Linked DNA regions of Cricetulus griseus: region 1 is linked to region 2. Evidence: chromatin contacts called from public Hi-C data. All regions are on one chromosome and are shown on one strand. Each heading gives the region's core, a stretch centred on a gene start, on an enhancer-like site or on the middle of the called end of the contact. The rest is flanking DNA. Distances are from core to core; before and after follow the strand shown. Region 1 holds the start of Pold1 (DNA polymerase delta catalytic subunit). Region 2 holds the start of LOC103161573 (formyl peptide receptor-related sequence 4).

Evidence for each region. A called contact is a pair of places that touch in the nucleus more often than the background predicts.
Region 1: a Hi-C map of fibroblasts shows a contact between it and region 2, with 4 times the contacts expected there. The contact joins the promoter of Pold1 here to the promoter of LOC103161573 in region 2. A contact is called at or near these places in 2 of 8 Hi-C or Micro-C datasets (fibroblasts and liver).

Annotation. Positions count from the first base shown.
Region 1 is chr6:153,421,077-153,426,656 of CriGri-PICRH-1.0, reverse strand. It overlaps Pold1 (DNA polymerase delta catalytic subunit), which reads left to right and starts at 2,296. Exons shown (of 27, transcript XM_035446590.1): 1 at 2,296-2,425. It overlaps Nr1h2 (oxysterols receptor LXR-beta), which reads left to right. Exons shown (of 9, transcript XM_027420790.2): 8 at 883-1,091; 9 at 1,325-1,856. The coding sequence ends at 1,471.
Region 2 is chr6:153,134,820-153,140,872 of CriGri-PICRH-1.0, reverse strand. It overlaps LOC103161573 (formyl peptide receptor-related sequence 4), which reads left to right and starts at 3,459. Exons shown (of 1, transcript XM_035447014.1): 1 at 3,459-4,642. The coding sequence starts at 3,654. The coding sequence ends at 4,607.

The DNA of each region.
Region 1 (5,580 bases), core at 1,047-3,546, 290 kb before region 2:
GATCCTTCCTGTGTGAGCTTAGCAGGGCACGTGTGGGGGAGAAAAGTATTTGTTGTAAGGATCAAAAGCCCTGCAGCCAGGCTTGAAGGAAGCTCATGGAGCCCCAGGCAGTCAGGTCTAGGAAGATGGGACTGGAAGGACATCAGCATCCCATCCTAGCTCTTCCACTGCCTGGCCCCAGGCTCAGCCACTCCTGCTTGGATCCTTACGAGGACTGGTGGCTCTCAGATACTACCCTCCCGACATGTGTGTCTTTACAGCAGTCCAGGGTACTGTGCCAGTCCGGTAGCACCCATACTCCTTCTGCTAGGACAGGACCTGACCTCCATGCTCCTCTGCCTTGGTCCATTCTGTCCCAAGCACTGGTTGCCTTGTTCTGAGTTGGTGCCCATCAGCACAGTCCAGCATCAGGGCTTAGCATTAACTATGCCTTGCTTGGAACTGGGTGACAACTCCTTGTTTGCCTGGAACCTGCCCAGATGGATTTTTTTGTTTTTTATTGGGTCTCACTGTGTAGGCCAGGGCAAACTAGAATTTGTTGTCCTTTACAGAGAAAGGGGTGGGGTGGTGTGTAAACCACTCTCCTCCAAGGCCTGGCACATAGTAGGTACACTTAAATAGTGGTTCATGAGTGAGTCCTAGCATATCTTAGTCTTTACAGTGTGGGCTAGCCTATACCCTTTTCCTCTGCCTTCACCAAGACAGATTCTGGGACCTGAGAAGACGGGACCTTCCAGGATGTGTGTGGGGGAAGGGGGAGGGTGTTGGTGCCGTCTTGGTGGCGTGGCTGCTATATAACAGACATTCACAGGGTCCACACTGGGAGGGAGCAGGCGTAAGTGTTATGAGGGGTGTGGAGCTAATCTGGGACTGCTCTTGCAGGCTTGCAGGTGGAGTTCATCAACCCCATCTTCGAGTTTTCTCGGGCCATGCGCCGGCTGGGCCTGGACGACGCCGAGTATGCCCTGCTCATTGCGATCAACATCTTCTCAGCAGACCGGCCCAATGTGCAGGAGCCCAGCCGCGTGGAGGCCCTGCAGCAGCCCTACGTGGAGGCACTCCTCTCCTACACGCGAATCAAGCGGCCGCAGGTACGGGAGCCCCTAGTCCCAAGCCGGGGGCTTGGTGGTGGGGTTAGGTGGTACACACCCGGGCATGCCGATCCTGTGCCCTCGTTTGGCTGTTATGAGGTCAGTAGAGATGCCCCAACCTCCGGGTTGGGTTCGAGGCTGGGCTGACCACTCATGGTATTGACTTTGCGGACTCAGCTGGCCTTGCAGGGCAGTGCCCTTATCAGCACCTGTCTGCCTCCTTTCCCCTGCAGGACCAGCTCCGCTTCCCACGCATGCTCATGAAGCTGGTGAGCCTGCGCACCCTCAGCTCTGTGCACTCAGAGCAGGTCTTTGCCTTGCGGCTCCAGGACAAGAAGCTGCCTCCTTTGCTGTCCGAGATCTGGGATGTGCACGAGTAGGGGCCACCATGCATGCCCCAGCTTGGTGGCATCTTCTTGCAGATGGACGCTTCGCCTTCCCTCCTGGGGTGGGAGGACATGGTCATGGCCCAGCCCTGAGGGGCTCAGCCGCAAGCCCAGTGGCAGTTGGCACCAGGAGGCCCCTCCCCACCCACCGAGTCTTCCAGGAGGGGTGACGGTCACAGGTCCTAGCCTCTGACCTTCCCCAGCTGCCCTCCCACCCAGCTTACACCTCAGCCTACCACGCCATGCACCTTGAGTGGAAAGAGGTGAGGGCTGGTGTCTTCCCATATTAGGGAGACCTCAGGCCCCTTCCTCTGCCTCTTTTATTTAATAAAAAAAAACAAAAACAAAGAAATAAAGTCTGAATGCAAGCCAACCCTGAGCCCAGTGTGAGAAGTAGTTCAGGCCACTGTGGGTGGGGTGGTGTCCTTACACAGCATAGTTTGAGGCACTGGAGGTCAGAGGGTTGGAAGGGAAGGGGAGAGGAGCTTTATGGGGAAGGTGATGAGAGGGCCCTTCCTGGCTAGGGGCAGGCTTCCAAAGTTGGGGACTGAGCATCTGGCCATGAATGTCATAAACAAGAAAGGAAGGGACTTGTAGGGCAACAGAAGTAAGTTATAGGCGACCCTGCGGCCTGCGGGAGGTGGTAGGCAGTCAGGTAGCTTCCCGCATGCCCGCAGGGGGCGCTCGGGAATCACCAACTGCGTCTTGTTGCTGGGGGCGTGTCCTCCGGCCATAGCGTCATGAAGGGCGGGACTGCAGTCCAAGTTGGGTGGAGGGGCGGGGCCCTTTGCGAGAGGGCGTGGAATCGGCTGGGGGAGCCGTGAGGTTTGCCCGCCCTAGCCGGTCAGGGGCGGGGCCCAGCTGGCGCGCCGCAGCTCTGGGCCTGCGCGCAAAGGGGTTAGGGGTCACGGCGGCGTAGTTTGTGGCGGGAAAAGCAGTTTGATGCGGGTGAGTAAGGAAAAGGGGCAATGGGACGCTCGGTGGGGTCAGCGGAGGGCTCAACAGGAGGGTTCGTTGAGTATCTGCAGCGGCGGGCAGGATAGGGCAGGGCTGGCGGCTCAAGTGACGGATCCCTGGAGCGAGGAGCCGGGGCGCGTGGGACTGTCCCAGTGTGGGCTCCTCGGCGTGCGTGCAAGCCTGGCCTAGAGGTGCGGGTGCTGCGGGCCACCCGAGCGAGCAAGGCGACAGTATCTGGAAGTCCAATAAGTGGGAATGGGCGGGGCGTGGTAGCCGCCTCCTTTTATCCCCGCCCGAGGGGGGGGGGCAGAGACAGGAGGATCTCTGAGTTCGAGGACAGCCTTATCTACAGAGTGAGTTCTAGGACAGCCAGGGCTACACAGAGAAACCCTATCGCGAAAAAAAGGAGTGGGAGAAACAGCAACGTTTCGGAGCTGGGATGCTTCCTTATATTTAGTGTGTGTGCGCGTGCGCCATGGTGCACACGTGGAGATCCGAGGACAGCTGTGGAGTTGCTCTCTCATTCCACCGTATGAGATCCCCATGATCAGACTCAGGCTGTCAGGCATGGTCAGCAAGCACCATTTTCCACTCCGCTGGCTCGTCGGGTCCCATGCGATGCTTTATGTAATAAAGTAAAAATCAGCCAATTGATATTGGGTGGGGGCAGCTTGCTTACCCAGCCTGGTGTTTTGTGGGGGGAGGTGAGACAGTACCAGAGCAGCACTGGAGGGTCCCAGAGGAGGAACCAAGTATGAAGCTGGCAGTGTGTGAGGTGTCCTGGGGGAAATGAGCGGTTACTGTGTTAGTGTGCCACACCACGGGGGGCGTGAGTGGGAGCCCCGGCACACCTGCACTGCAGGCTGATGGAGCTTCAGAAAGCATCGAGTGGGTGGGGTTTGCAGCTGTATCCTGAGGGGGAAGGGCAAAGTTGTGCCTCCTAGTGGTTGTCAGGGGGGCATCCCTGTCCAGAATAAGGAAGACTGGGATGACAGAAGCCATTAATGGGAGTGGGAGATTCTTCTTCTTTTTTTTTAGATTTCTTTATTTATTGTGTTCACAATGTTCTGTCTGTATGCCAGAAAAGGGCACCAGATCTCATTATAGATGGTTGTGAGCCACCACGTGGATGGTGCTGGTAACTAGCCTCTGAGCCATCTCTACAGCTTGGGAGCGCCAGCCCTCCAGGGGAAGTCCAGCAGTACTTGGATCTGGCAGCCCTGGGAGAGGTGACTTGAAACATTAAAGAAACAATTGTTCAGCTCTGAGACAGGAGGATGGCAATTTCTGAGGCTGCTACTTAGACCTCATTTCAAAGTGAATAAAAAGAGGGCTGGGGTTCAGTGGTGCAGCCTAGAGTTCCCCAGTAGGGGGGGTGTGACCCAGTGGTAGAGCCCTGCTGAATTACATTTCCCAGGCCAGGTATGTTCTATAGTGGGGCCTGGCTTTGAATTTGCCGTTAAGTCTACAGCTTGGATTATGGGTACCACCAGACCCAGTGTCAGGGAGGTATGTAGTGAGTGAGTCGTGGGCAAAACTGTTCATTATGTCAGCTTCCCACTCCGCCACTTCCCCTTCTCCTTCCGGGAAGTGTGTCTGCACTTACCTGGCCTGATGAGAGAGGCACACGTGTTTTCGGTGCAGTGCAGAGCCATGCCCCCTTGTTTGGAGTCAGTAGTCCTCAGTAGTGCCCAGTGGCTTTGTTTGAACTGTTTGCAAGTTGTAGCTGGTGTGGTATTTCACCGCCAGCACTCCAGCCAGAGACTCCTAAGAGCAGCATCCACTTGTATCAGGCCTGATATGTCAGCTCAGCATGGGGCCTGCCTGCTTTTCCTGGAATCCAGGGGCTAAGCTTGAATTGATCCTCCTGCCTCAACTTCTCAGGTGGCTGTGAGATAACCATTTCCTTAGATGTCCTTGTCTTTTGTAAAATATAAAGAAACGAAAGTGGAAGCACACCATCTCACCTTGATTCACCTGCTAGAAACAAAGCCTCTTTGACAGCTTTCCTATCATATGGCTTCCTCATTCCTTTATACTGCTGCATAGTACTCCATTGAATGGTACTAACAGGCTCTATTGAAACTGCCCCCCTGGGGAGGATATTTAGGTGGTTTCCAGCCCTTAGAGATTTTAAACAATGGTACCGGAAATAACCTTGTAAAAGCAGGTTCTTCATATGCCCCAACCTGTTGGGGTCAGCTCTCACATATGGAATTGCTTGCAGCCTTTAATGCCTGTGGATTTTTTTGTTTTTTGATCGAGGTGTGATTTATGCAACTGTGTTTGAGGGAGCCAAACATCTTCCAGAACATTCCTTAATATGTCCTAAGATCCCATCAGTCTCCTCACTCTGGAAGCTGGCAGTCTTGTTTATTTTGCCCAAGAACTTCTGTTTGTTTTTTTTTTTGTTTTTCAAGACAGGGTTTTTCCTGGCTGTTTGGAACTCACTTTGTAGACCAGGCTGGCCTCGAACTCACTGAGATCCACCTGTCTCTGCCTCCCAAGTGCTGGAACTAAAGGCATGGGCCACTCCCACTGTCTGGCAGCACACAAGAACTTTTTTTTTTTTTTTTTTTTTTAGGACAGGGTTTCTCTGTATTGCTTTGGAGGCTGTCCTGGAACTTGCTCTGTAGGCCAGGCTGGCCTCGAACTCACAGAGATCCCACCTGCCTCTGCCTCCCGAGTGCTGGGATTAAAGGTGTGCACCACCACCACCTGACTGCTCAGGAACTTTTTAAGGTTGATTTATACTTTGAGTGTTTGCTTGTGTGTACATGTGTGCACAATGTGCATGCAGGCAGTGCCTGCAGAGGCCCTGGCTGCCTACCCTCTGGAGCTACATTACTGATGTCTGTGAGCTGGCTGCTGGGAACTGAACCCAGGTTCTCTGATCCATTGCTGAGCCATCGCTCACCAGCTCCCAAGAATTTTCTTTTAAGGTTTATTTTATTTTTAGTTTGCATGTGTGCAGTTCCCCCTGAGGCCAGAAGAGGGTGGCAGAGCTTTGGTGTTGGTATTAAAGTTATACACAGGTGCTGGGAACAGAACAAGTTTTTTATTGTATTACAATCACCCTCCCCTCCCTTGTCCCACCAGGACTCCCTTCTACTTTAATACTCTTTTTGCCCACAAAACAAATCTTG
Region 2 (6,053 bases), core at 2,210-4,709:
GCCCAGTGTGGTTTGACACCCACAGACCCACCCCCAGGGTTCTCTCACTTCCCATGTTCCCACTCCCTCGGTTCCCACTGTTCCCACTCCCTCGGTTCCCACTGTTCCCACTCCCTCGGCTCCCACTGTTCCCACTCCCTCGGTTCCCACTGTTCCCACTCCCTCAGTTCCCATGTTCCCACTCCCTTGGGTCCCATGGGCCTCCCCCTGCAGAACCACGTCAGCCTTAGATCTGCCTTCCTCTGGAAAGGAGAGTGGGACCCCACATAAGCTTCCTGATGAGTACCTTAGCCTCTGTGGTTGCAGAGGTCACAGGGAGCTCCATGGGGACAGCAGGCTGTCCTCTGTGTAGTGGACTGAATTCTCTAACAAGATCCCATGAGAAGGGGACTCCTTTGTCAGATGACGATGCTCATAGCTGCTCCCTGCATCCTACCGCCCAGGTCCCAGACAGACATCTGTATGCATGTGAGCTGCTGGAATGAGCACCTTGACCCTCTTGTCATAGAGGAGGGTGTTTAGCTCAGATTAAGTCACTTACTGAGGGTCGCATAGCAATGGAGTGATGGAGTCAGGGCTTGGTGGGTGTGACTGCATTAATGCACTGAATCAAGTTCATAGGACACCTGTCAGGCAAATGGGTGGATAACTGAGTGAGGGTCCAATATCTTAGGGGTGATGCTAAGGTTGAGAGGAAGGGCCTGACGTCTAGAGGAGGAGCTAATATCTCGGGGAAGGGCTGATTCATCCAGAGGGCCCATCTTTCTACTTAAGAGCCTGTGACTTCACTCTTCTTATTCAACAAGCACTGGCTTGGCACACAGTAGGTACACAGGCCCCTTCCCTGTGGGCTGAAGCTCCAGGAGCTTGCAGCACAGTGTCAAAGCCATCACCTTACTGGGAGGCTTTGTTCTTAATCACCTCCAGTGTGTCTCTCCAGGAAGGCAGGAGGTGGCAGGGGAGGCAGAGCCCCCAGTGTAGGCTGGTTTTATCCTCCCAGCCAGAGGAGACAGTCTGTCACCGATGTTGGGAAATAGCTGTCATGAGCTCTTCACCCCCTGACATCTCCCCACCCAGTGTGGAACCTGCCCTGGAAACAGGTGCAGGGCCTATGGCTGTTGCCCCAGAGCCTGCGTTTTCTCACCCTGTGACTGTTCAGAAGGTCTGGAAGACCCGCTGCCCAGGCAAGATTCGACCTTAGACCCAGGGGGCCTGCAATAAGTTGTCCTCTAATGCCAGGTGTGATTTCTGGTTCTCATTTTTGTCTACGACCCCTGGTCCCACCCATCCATAACAGCTGTGAGTGAGGCTGTGCTCCACACTCAGTCATTTGAGTTTGGGAGCTACAGGATTGACGCCGCTTTGAAAATAGGGCCTCTGGCTAGGGCAGGCTGTCATTCTATCTACCTGAAGGCAGGAGGATCCTGAGTTCAAGGCCATTCTGGGCAACTTAACTTAGTGATATTGTTTTAGAAACAAACAACAACAACAACAAAAATAAACAACTAGGGACGGGTGTGTCTCAGCATTAAAGCCCCTGCCCAGAATCCCTAAGCAAGGGCCTGGGTGCATGGCTCAGCAATAGAGTAAGCTGGTAGTGTAGACAAAGCAATCCATTCCCACCCAATGCAGCACTGAAAAGAGGAGGAGGAAGCAGGAAAAGGGAAGTCCTATGAGGCTTCCTGTGTGCAGGCTGCTATCTTCATTCTGGAGGTTCAGACCCTGGGGAGAAAGATCAACCCCAAACCAGAGACTGGGCTGGGTAAGGCTGGAAGAGGCCTCTGTGAAGGGTCAGGTAGGGTGTGTGTGTGTGTGTGTGTGTGTGTGTGTGTGTGTGTGTGTGTGTGCGCGCGCGCGTGTGTTGGGATTTGTCTCAAAGGCTCTGGGGCTATGTGAGGTCTGTGAGCAGGAAAGGATGAGGGGGGGGGCGCAAAAGGAGTGGGTGAGCAGGACAGGAGGAAGCAGGCTGGACTTGGGACAGAGGAGGCAGCCTTTGAGTGGAGAGCCCAGACTAGGAGCTTGAAGAGAGCTGATGAGCAGAGTAGGTTAGCGTTAGCTCAGGGTTAGGGTGGAAGCTGACTGCAGGCTCCATTCCACACCCCATTCTCCTTCCTTGTCTCCTCCCCACTTCCCACAGCAACCCCAAGACAAAGCCTGGCCTAACCCACTTCCTCTTCCTCCACCCACACCATTGCCTCCTACCGAAGCCTAGCCACGCCCTCCAATCCTCCCTATTTAGGTACTCAAAAGTGGTGCAAAGATATACAGGCAGGCAAAACACTTATAAACATAAGATCAAAATTTAAACTTAAAATTGTATTTATTTATTTACTTGGGAGGTGTAAAAGCATGTGGTATTTGTGTGAAGGTCAGAGGGCAACTCGTAATTTCCTGTGCTCACATTCAGACTGTTAGGTTTTGTGACAACTATCTTTTTTTTTTTTTTTTTTTTAGGTGGGGTCTTATGTAGCCAGGCTGGCCTCAGAGTTGCTAGGTAGTTAAGGGTGATCTTGAACTTCTGATCTTCCAAGTACTGGGATTACAGGCCTGTGTCATTATGCCCTGGGTGCCACTCAGTGAAGTTTTGAACAGGAGTATGTTATCTGCAGCAACAAGATGATGCCAAATTCTATACCAGAATGTTAGAATAGCCAGCAGGCTATGTGTGTGTGTGTGTGTGTGTGTGTGTGTGTGTGTGTGTGTGTGTGTGTGTAAGCAAGCATGTGGCTTATTCTGGGAACCACAGTGCAGAGGAAGGGAAGTGTTGGCCAGGAGGCTGGTGAGGTGGGTAGAGTCACAAGGCACAGAACCCTGAGAGGCGCTGACCCTACCTGGGAGTACTGAGATGAACAAGCCCTTCTTCCATTCTCAGAGTGGGGAACTGAGGCCCAGACTGGGTGGCCTCTCTGGTTTCCAGCCAAGTCTGACTCCTTTTATTTGTGAGCTCACCAGGCATTTAAACTTTGGGTCAAGAGAAGTCCAGACCACCAGCTGCTGCTTGGGTGTCCCAAAGACATCCCACACCTACTGACCGGTGAGCTCAGAGCATGAGGGGTGGGAGTAAGTGGTGGGCCTGAGTCTAAATCTGGAGTTGACACCCAAGAGTCAGAGGACTGAGGGATGGGACAGCCCTCAGGTCTCCAATCCTCATGGCCTTGGTGGCTTTTCATCCTGACTGACTGGCCCTTGAACTTGAAGTGTCTGTGTTCTTCAGAATGGACTGAGGAGGTAGGGAAGAGGGGAGGGCCTGGAGAGTGAGGGACAGACAGGAGGGGGCACAGCTGAGAAGGGGAGTGCCAGGTAGGATATTCCCTTCCTAGACTCAGGAGCACTGGGGAAACATAGAAGATGCAGGACAGGGGAGGGTGTGGAGGTCAGCCCCGCCCTGCATATCAGAACAGACTGAGGGGTCATTGGAGAGGAGGGGGAGGGCTGAGCTGGGTCACTGTGATGAAGGCATGAAGGCATGATTTGTCAAGATGGCAGACTGGTGGCAGGTCCCAGAAACAAAAAAGAGAGGATGACACCAGGATCTGGGGGCACTGGGACTGTCCCTGAGGTGCCCATCTGAGAGGCTTGGGACAGTGTGTATGTGTGTGCGCGTGGACTCTCTGATGTGGAGGCTTTGTTTGTCCCTCTAGCTCCAGTCAGCCATGGAGAGCCCTGTGGAGATGCAGCAGCCTCTGGAGATTCTGTACCTGCCCTGGGCAGTTCTCTTTCTCCTTTACTCTCTGGTGGCAATTGTCTCTTACCTCCTGGACATGGCCAGCCACAGCCTGCTGGCTCAGGCTGGAGAATCCCTCCTTCCTGTCTCTCTGTCTGCAGCCTGGTTTGGCCACCAGCTCATTGCTGACATCATCTTCCTGGGGCTCCTGCCTCTCAGCCTCACCTGGACCCACACCTGCTGGCCCCTGGGCCTTGCCTTCTGCCACCTGGATCCACGTCTGGCCTTCTTGACTTTCAGTGCTAGTGGCCGGCTGCTGACTCATGTGGCTGCTGACCACTGTACATCCTTGCTCCAACCATCCTGGGCACTGGCTCATCGTATAGCCCGCCAAATAGTTATCTGGGCTGGTAGGTTCTGGATCCTTCTGCTGGGCCTGGCTGTGAGAGCCTTAGGAACTTTGAGGGATCGAAATGGCTGCAGTGACCCTTTCAACAGGACAGTGACCCTGGAATCCCCTAGGCATGGCCAGGACCCCTCAGCCTGGAGCCCTGAGCTGGATCAACTGGTGTTTGGGTTTGGGGTGCCACTGGGGGTACTGAGTGTCTTCCATAGTGTGGTGCGGGAGCAGCTGCAGCTGGCCAGGGTCTCAGGGAGGCCTCCGTTGCTAAGCTCGCCAAGGGCCACTGCAGTCATGCTGTTCATCTCTTGGTTTCCCTTCCACCTGCTGCTGCTGCTCAAGTTCCTGGGCATGTGGGGGTCCCGACTGCAGCTGGAGGATGTGTGGGTGTTGCTGAGCCCTCTGGGGCTCACTCTGCTGGGATCAACTAGCTTCCTCAACCCACTGTTGTATGTGTGTGGGGACAAGGAAATTCGGAGATGGCTGCGCAGGGCCTTACGGTTCCCTCCAGAAGGAGAGGAGGCAGAGGAACCCAGGCATTAGGAGTGGAGGCTGAGAGGCTCTGGGGCAGCCTGAGGGAGTGGGGCACAGTCTGGGGTGGGCGGCTCTTGTCTTGGCTGAAACAAAGGCACAGGAAGTGTAGTGGGGGGAGAGAGAGACTTAGAAAAGCAGGACGGAGACCTGGGGAAAGAGATGGGGGGTGGGGGAGTGGGAGTCACACAGAATGTGGCAGACAGAGGTCCTGACAGGGAGCAGGGGTGACAGACAGGAGGCTCCAATGAGGTATGTAAATAGAACTGGTGTAGGAAGAATTGGGAGAGAGGGGCAGGCAGGCAGACTGGGAGACAACAGGTATGAGGTAAGCCAGCTGCCCTGGCAGGGACATGAACACAGGAAGTGTGTCCTGGTCACCAGCCACCCCTGCTGGCCCAGGACTGAGGAGTTCCTGTGGCCCAAAGCCCAGCATGGGTGCTGGGACAGTCCCACATTATCCACAACCTGGATGATTGTCCCACTGGGACCAGCCAGCCCTGGACCTCTGCTTTCTGGCCAGGTGTTAACTATCTGTCTTCTGGGATTTTGAAATTCCCAAGTCCCTTCTAGCTACACCTCCCCTTTGGGGATGGAACCCAGGGCTTTGAGCATGCTAGAGAACAGCCCTGCCACTGAGCCACACCCCAGCCCTCATTGGGGGACTCTGGGCAGGGACTCAACCACTGAGCCACACCCCAGTCCCTCACTGGGGGACTCTGGGCAGGGGCTCTACCAGTGATCCATGCCCCAACTCACTGGGAGATTCTAGAAAGTGCTCTCCTCCCATGGCGTCTCTCAACCACCAAAGGTGAACTCCACCGAACTCTAGGTTTTTGTTGTTTTTGTTTGTTTTTAAAGACAGGGTCTCATTCTGCAGTCCAGGCTGGCCTCAAACACATAATGGTCCTTCTGCCTCAGGGCTCCCTTCCAGAGCTGGGATGACCAGCTTACACACCACCACATTTAGCTATCCTAGCCTTTGACACTGTCAAAAGATGCCGGATAGAAAGGGGGAAATTTAAGTAGCTGAGCCACCAATTAAGAGTCAAGAATTCTAGCACAATCATTATTTGCAGGCCAGCATGATAGCTCAGTGGGTATCAGTGGGTAGAAAGGCACCACCAAGCCCAATAACCTGAGTTCAATACCCAGGACCCACACAGTGGAAGGAGAAAACCGATGCCCGCAAGTTGTCCTTTGACCTCTGTGTGAGTGCTGTGGCACACAGGCCACCTTCCTCCCAACCAAAAACAACAAAACAAAATGAAAACACCAAAACCTTTTGTTCTGATGACTGCCTATGAAAAACGAGTATTCCTTCTCCACGGAGCTATTTTCAGTACAAAGGTTAAAATAGCAGTGAACCTTGCGTCTGCGGCCAGGCTCCTTTCAAAGCTGTCAACTGCAAACTTTATTTTGAGAGCAATTTTCTGGGGGATCTCACAAACAAAAGTA